Regions from separate parts of the Pan troglodytes genome. Here region 2 is linked to region 1. The links are chromatin contacts, called in public Hi-C maps. All regions are on one chromosome and are shown on one strand. The core of a region is the stretch at or near the end of the contact, and the rest is flanking DNA. Distances in the headings are between cores, read along the strand shown. Region 1 overlaps TRPC4 (transient receptor potential cation channel subfamily C member 4). Region 2 overlaps FREM2 (FRAS1 related extracellular matrix 2).

Region 1 (3,521 bases), core at 259-2,758:
ATATTGTTCTCTATAAACAGTCTTTCTGCACCCTTATAGCATACATCTGCTTACTGCTTTTCATGAACACATTTTCTAAGCATATCAAAATAATTCACGTGAAATGCCTGAATGTTGTATTGTCAAACCAAATATTCAGGAACTCACTCTTGAAATACCAAGAATATCAAGCAATTAATTTCTATATATCCCCGCTGGGGAAATAAAGTTTCATCAAAAGGCCCTGCCAACAAATCTTGCAGCAGTAATTTAGGAATCCGGAGACACTCACGGATGAAAACTGTCATATCTGTAAGATTTGTCATTAGGCCTACTAAGTGTCCTAAAGATTAGGGAGCAATACATTTTGACAAATTGCCACTATAAATGAAGTCTGAGAGGCATGTACTATAAGCATTTTTTCTTTAGTGATGATAGCTGTTGCTAATCTATTCACAGTTTCTAATTTCATTTGTAGTGACTTAACTGGGCATATTTCTGGGGCAGCTAGTCAGGCTTGAATATTCCACCTGTATCTCAGGGCTGTGTGATGCTCAGAGTGATCTTCCAGAGACCATCCTGCCTCCTGTTCTTCTCACCATGTGCTTGAGAGAAAACCAAAAAGTGGAAAACATAAAACTAAGGAAGTTAAAAACATTTTTTATGATTTTATCAAAAGAACTAGTATTTTTTTTTGGTTCGGTATGGTAACATATAAATGTAAACATTTCGTTTAGAAACCTAGTCTGTGACATTAAATATGTCTCACATTAATTAAATGCTTTGGGGAAGTATTGTATTATAATAGCATCTTCGTACTTGAATTAAATGGATCGGGACTTTTTGAGCAACAGCATGAAGCCTGGCTTCGTTTTAGCTTAAAAAGCTCAGATCTACTAGGTACTCACACGAATTAAAGATTAAAAAACTTCAAAAAAATTGTGGTAGATACCAATGCTGTCTTGAATAGAAATGTCTAGTTAAAGTTGTAAACTGGAAATGCTTGTTAAAATGGAGACTCCTGACAATTCTTGTATGCTAAAATATTTGAGAACAAATGCTGTAATGATAAGAAGGGTATTTGCTGATAAAATGAGGTTAAACAAAACATTTGACAGGAAGCAATGTCAAAAACACAAGTTAAGAGTGTGTTTCTTATTTGGATAGGCTGCCTTTTTCGTGAGATTTTTATAATAGCCCAGAGAGGAAGTATCTCTCAATAATGGGTTTGCTTTCTATCACAAATGTTGTGCTCAATAATACAGCAGTTCTGCTTCATTTATGCTTTCTCCCATAAAGCAGTCAAGTGAAAGATTAATTTACCTGGAACTCCCAATCAACCATTAAATGAAGTCCAGAGTTACAAAGAAATACGAATTAATGAGTTTTCAGAGCTAGTTGTATCAGTATTACTGGGAAGCCATAAATAGCACGATAAGATCATCAATAATGGGCTCCTAGAGAGTGGCCAATGTAGCAACCCTGAAGAGTACTGGTTTCCCAGGCATTTCCTGGGAACGTGAATGGAATGAGCAGCAGAGTGACATTTACTCAAAGGCTGGGTGACGAGTGTCAGTAAGTGAACTACAAATGGGAAGGTTACAGAAAAATACTTCAAAGAATGAAGTCACTTCCAGTGTAGCTTGAATTTTCTGCTTCAAAAATGCAGCATAAAGATAAGCAAGTTGAGGATAAGGGCAGAAGGTAAACCAGCCTGGTAAACAAGGGATTCGGGACACAGGAGTCTAAGAGGCAGCTGAAAACAATGATAGGATCTGCAAAGGCTGCTGAGAACAATCAAAAGACACAACAGTGAAGGTATTGCTGCATGTTCACCAGACTTCTCAGGGAAATAAGAGAGGGTGATGGAAAGCAGTTTGAACTGGGAAACAATGGAAGACCCAGCAATTTTCCCCTGCTCTGTCTCTAAGAAAGCATGAGACAATGGGCAAAGTAAACAGGTTATCTTTTAAAAGAAATGGTTGAGCTAAATGATATCTAAGATCCCTTTGGGGTATAATGGTATATTCTAAGCCATGTGCTAGTTTCACAAAGTGACTGTCACTGTTCCTTAAATGTCACCTTTTAATTAATAGTTGTTTGTGTATCTCATTGTCTTTGTATGTCCACATAATAAACTATCAGGAGGATTAACCAAGTTGAAATAAATTCACAGAAAAATTAATTACTTTTGATATTACTTTCTCAGTTAACCCCTCTTTTAATAATACAACCATCTTAATTTATATCTCATTTATCTTATACATTTATTTATTTATTTATTGAGACGGAGTCTCACTCTGTCACCAGGCTGGAGTGCAGTGGTGCGATCTCGGCTCACTGCAACCTCTGCCTCCCGGGTTCAAGCGATTCTTCTTCCTCAGCCTCCTGAGTAGCTGGGACTACAGGCACGTGCCACCACGTGCAGCTAATTTTTGTATTTTTGGTAGAGACAGGGTTTCACCGTGTTGGCCAGGATGGTCTCTATCTCTTGACCTTGTGATCCACCCACCTAGGCCTCCCAAAGTGCTGGGATTACAGGTGTGAGCCGCCACGCCCAGCGTTTCTTATACTTTTATAAGCAAGAACTTCCTTATAAATTATACCTATCATTTATTTTCATATAAACAAAAAATGTATAAAGCTCAACTAAGAGTAGGCATCTGAAAACAATATGTCCTTTTCATTTTGGAAATGCAGTATGGAGAAAGAGTAAATTTAGACAGCATTGATATTGATTGGGCTGGTGCTTGCCCAGGGCTCTAGATTGGTGGAAAAGACAGACAAAACTCAGAATATTTTTTAGTTTGGCATAAATTCCCAAAGCATCCAAATAGCCATTGTTGAATGTTAGTAAAATATTAATGGTTAAAAAAAAAAAAAGGAATGGTTTGAGATTCTGATTAGTTTCAAATTACCTTGCTGTGCATCAGCTTGGAGCAAAAAATTCAAATATAAACACATAAAAGAAATGTGTGGGTTCCTTTTGAGACCAGTAATATATAGCAAATAAAACTGTTTAACTCTGAGAATGAATCACTACTTTAATAGAAAAGCCAATTGACTGAGAGCTCCTCTTTGCTTCTAAAAAATGATGGCAACATAATCCTACCCATGAGTCAACAGTGAGAGGATAGGAGGGAGGGTTGGAAGTCAAGTTTTTGGTCTGGTTCTCCATTCTTTTTGTTGGCAGTACAGATGGATCTCTTAAAACATCAGAGCAGGACCCTGTGTTTTGTTACAAGTTTCCTGTTATCTTAAAAACCAAGATTCTCTCTGCCATTGCCTAAAATTAAAATATGAAATACATATTTCTTTGGTGAGTAGGTATTTTTTTTTTTGGCCCAGAAGCTCTTTTTAAATCAAAATACTCTTATGAAAGGTAGTATATTATGACAGCATTAATCATCACTATCTTATCAGAGATCAATTAAAAAATGCTTATAAATTTAAGAATGAGATGGTATAAAGGATAAGTATATTTGATCTGGAAAGGAGTAAGCTGAAGTCTGGCTTCCTTGAAATCTTGTCCTGTTTACCTC
Region 2 (3,521 bases), core at 396-2,895, 1.1 Mb after region 1:
ACATTGGGCATAGTAAGTTTAGTAAGTTTCATCAGCGCAAAATGTGGAATGAGTTTCCTTGTTAAACTGACAAACTGACACAAAATTCCTGCTCTCCAATCTTTTTTTTTTTTTTTGAGACAGAGTTTCACTCTTGTTGCCCAGGCTGGAGTGCAATGGTGCGATCTTGGCTCACCGCAACCTCTGCCTCCTGGGTACAAGCGATTCTCCTGCCTCAGCCTCCCGAGTAGCTGGGATTACAGGCATGCGCCACCATGCCTGGCTAGTTTTGCATTTTTAGTAGAGATGGGGTTTCTCTATGTTGGTTAGGCTGGGCTAGAACTCCCGACCTCAGGTGATCCACCTCAGCCTCCCAAAGTGCTGGGACTACAGGCGTGAGCCACCGCGCCCGGCCCCAATCTGTTTATATTTTATAGTTGATAAATTAACTAAAAATAGGAAAGTCCATAATCCCACCATTTAAAACACCAAGCAGCTTCTCCTGTATCATGTCTCATTTTACAAAGCTACATTCACAGCATCAGTACCATTTGTTGTTGTGTTTTTAAGTATTTTCAGTGTTCCAACAACAATTTCATATTTATTGTTTGGGAGTTGAATAACATTTTATTGATTTGATATACTATAAGATAGTTTTTAAGGTTTGGGGTTATTATAGAAAATATTGCAATGAATAGTTCCTTACAAATATATTTCTGCTTCTCTTAAAGCAAAAATCCCACAGAAGGAGCGACAAGATTGAAGGCTATAACCATCTTTTTGCCCCTTGCACACATTGGCACATAGCTGTCCAAAAGGCTTGTGCTAATTTGAAAGCCAAACAACAGTAAACAAGAAAACAATTTCCCTACATAATCTCAGTTGTACAAGGTATTCTCTTTAATCTTTAGTACCTGTTAAGTTGATAGCTCAAAGTTGCTGCAGTTTTTATTTTTTTAAAGTTCGAGCAAAGATGAATGTATTTTCATGTCTTCGCTCACTCAACATTTTCCCTTGTGTAGATTTTTTTTGTCATCTATTAAAGTTTTGAGATTTTCCTCTTTCATTTCTTTTTCTATGTGAACTGCAAAGAGAAGAAACTAGAATGAAAACTGTGCCTCTAGCTGTGTCTGTTACTTAGGCTTTTTTTTTTTTTTTTTTTTTTTTTACAGCCTCTTTCAGACTGATGCCTTTGTTTGTAAACCTCACCTTACTCTGAAATAATTGGTGTAGATCAAAAGAAGTAGAGGGATGCGTGCAGAGTGATCAGCTGATAACCATTTTTCCTTTCATTTACCCAACATAGTCGCTTTCACATTAGAGAGATCACACGCAAGGTTTATTTTCTCCTGATAGGCAGCCCGCTCCATTTTGGTGGGAAGATGGGAGGGGAAAACCTTATCTTCAGAGAGGAATGGAAATCAATGAAAAGAACTGTCTGTTTGCTCTAAGGAATGGAGTGGAATATAGTGGGGAAGGGAGGCGGAGAAGGGATATTTGTTTTTCCTTAAGTGGTTATAATTAAAACTTTCCACCCAATTGCTCTGTGAACCGGAAAAAGTATTTGTGAAGTTGTGTGTGTGTTTTGTAGAACATCACAAAGGAGCCTTGCAGCCCTCTGATTAGAAAACTTGCTCTCCAGCGGCACCTTGTGGGAAGTGAGTTATCCTGCAAGTTGGATATTTAGTTTTAGGATTAAACTAAATAGCCTCTAGTAGTTGTGCACTTCCTACCCATTACCTACTTCCCCTCCTAAAACAGCAAGGAATTTGTGAAGAATTATGTCAGCGATTGAATGTATGTGTAACAGTCCCTAGACTGTAAGCTGTATCTCCATGTACATATTCCAGAGTTGTGTATCAAACTAAGTAGCTGTATTGATTGTTAATGTTGTTTCATTAAAGTAATCTGTGGAATTTTGAAGACCACTCATTCAAGAAAGCACTAATTTATGGCTTTAAATTTTTATTTTCAAGGTGGAAACAAGTTAACGAACCAGAATTTTCGTCTGAATTGGGCATGGATCTCCTTTGAAAAGGAATATTACCTGATCAATGAGGACTCCAAATTTCTAGATGTTGTTCTTAAACGTAGAGGTTACTTGGGAGAAACTTCTTTTATAAGTAAGTTTAATTTTTTATTTCTGTCTTAGAATTTTATTTTTCTAGCAAAGGTTTATAATTCTACAGTGATTAAAGTGTCAGTTTAGTTCACTTAGAGCTTAAAGTTAAAATTTAAAAGTTCTCTAACTACTAAAGAAACAAGCAACAGGTTTGTGTCAAGGTACTTATCTCTTCAAGCCTTCTGTGTACATATGATCTTTTTCTGGTATAAAAATTGGCAGGAACACTAATCAGTTACGAAATAAAAATAAATGTCACTAGATCTTAGAATGAGCTTAGGCAAATCTGTAATTTACCCATAAGATAAAAGTTTTCTGAAACATGAGTATCGTGACCTTTCTTTGTAACAACAGTAAATTGTTAAATACTAATGATTTTCTTCTGCTTTACTTCGTTTAAATAAAACTAAGAGTCAGAAGCAAACGAATGAAACCTTTTTTCAACTCCAATTCAAGTTCATATTTGTTTTGTTTTGTTTTGTTTTGTTTTGTTTTGTTTTGTTTGAGATGGAGTCTCACTCTGTTGCCGAGGCTGGAGTGCAGTGGTGTGATCTCAGCTCACTGCAAGCTCCGCCTCCCAGGTTCACGCCATTCTCCTGCCTCAGCCTCCCGAGTAGCTGGGACTACAGGCGCCCGCCACCATACCCAGCTAATTTTTTGTATTTTTAGTAGAGACGGGGTTTCACCGTGTTAGCCAGGATAGTCTCAATCTCCTGACCTCGTGATCTGCCCACCTCGGCCTCCCAAAGTGCTGGGATTACAGGCGTGAGCCACCGCGCCCGGCCTCAAGTTCATATTTGATTTTCATAGAAGCATAAAATAAAGTTGGCAGTATATTGGTACTTTTAAGCAGCAATATGATTGGCACAAAATATTTAATATGTTGATTAAAATGGCAGCACCTGAAGCAACTATATTGTTTTTGGTACCATATATTTTATAGACATCTAGACCAATGGAATTTGCATGGGATAAAAAGAGATTTCATTGAGTGAGATTATCAACTAAGGTGGGAATCTAGGAAAATGTTGGCAAAGTAAAAAGTTAGTAAACCTATGCTTGTCTCCAAATGATTATTTTGAAATTTTACTGGGTCCATGAACTTCAAGATCCTCAAAGAGTAGACCTCTATGCACAGAAATACACACCCCTGCCACCCTCAACATCCCTCCCCGACACCCACACACACCCCGCTGTAATTTTGCTGCAGCCAGAACCCCACCACTCTTTTTGATTTCCCCTGACATGTTTTGATTCTGAATATTAATTACTCCTTACTTTTAAAATTCTTTTTTTTTCCTTTTAACTTTAGAAGACCAGGTTTTCACACTACACTTTCCCTGTCTTTGAGGTTGCTCTGGTTGCAGGGGGGCTGGTCTCCCCGCGGCCTCACCCCCAGCCTCTGCTTCCATCTTCATTT

What was found. A called contact is a pair of places that touch in the nucleus more often than the background predicts.
Region 2: a contact with region 1 is called in a Hi-C map of stem cell-derived neural progenitor cells, with 2.9 times the contacts expected there. The contact joins two enhancer-like sites. A contact is called at or near these places in 2 of 7 Hi-C or Micro-C datasets (induced pluripotent stem cells and stem cell-derived neural progenitor cells).

What each region holds. Positions count from the first base shown.
Region 1 is chr14:36,760,478-36,763,998 of NHGRI_mPanTro3-v2.0_pri, forward strand. All of the region lies in intron 8 of TRPC4 (transient receptor potential cation channel subfamily C member 4), which reads right to left. Among named protein-coding and RNA genes, the nearest start is that of POSTN, 48 kb to the left of the region's middle. Within about 2 kb of position 1,509, at least 4 of the 24 cell types and tissues checked have an H3K27ac peak or open chromatin away from gene starts, as enhancers often do. A contact at or near this core is called in stem cell-derived neural progenitor cells, where this site is marked.
Region 2 is chr14:37,870,431-37,873,951 of NHGRI_mPanTro3-v2.0_pri, forward strand. It overlaps FREM2 (FRAS1 related extracellular matrix 2), which reads left to right. Exons shown (of 24, transcript XM_522664.9): 3 at 1,956-2,102. Among named protein-coding and RNA genes, the nearest start is that of FREM2, 77 kb to the left of the region's middle. Within about 2 kb of position 1,646, at least 3 of the 24 cell types and tissues checked have an H3K27ac peak or open chromatin away from gene starts, as enhancers often do. A contact at or near this core is called in stem cell-derived neural progenitor cells, where this site is marked.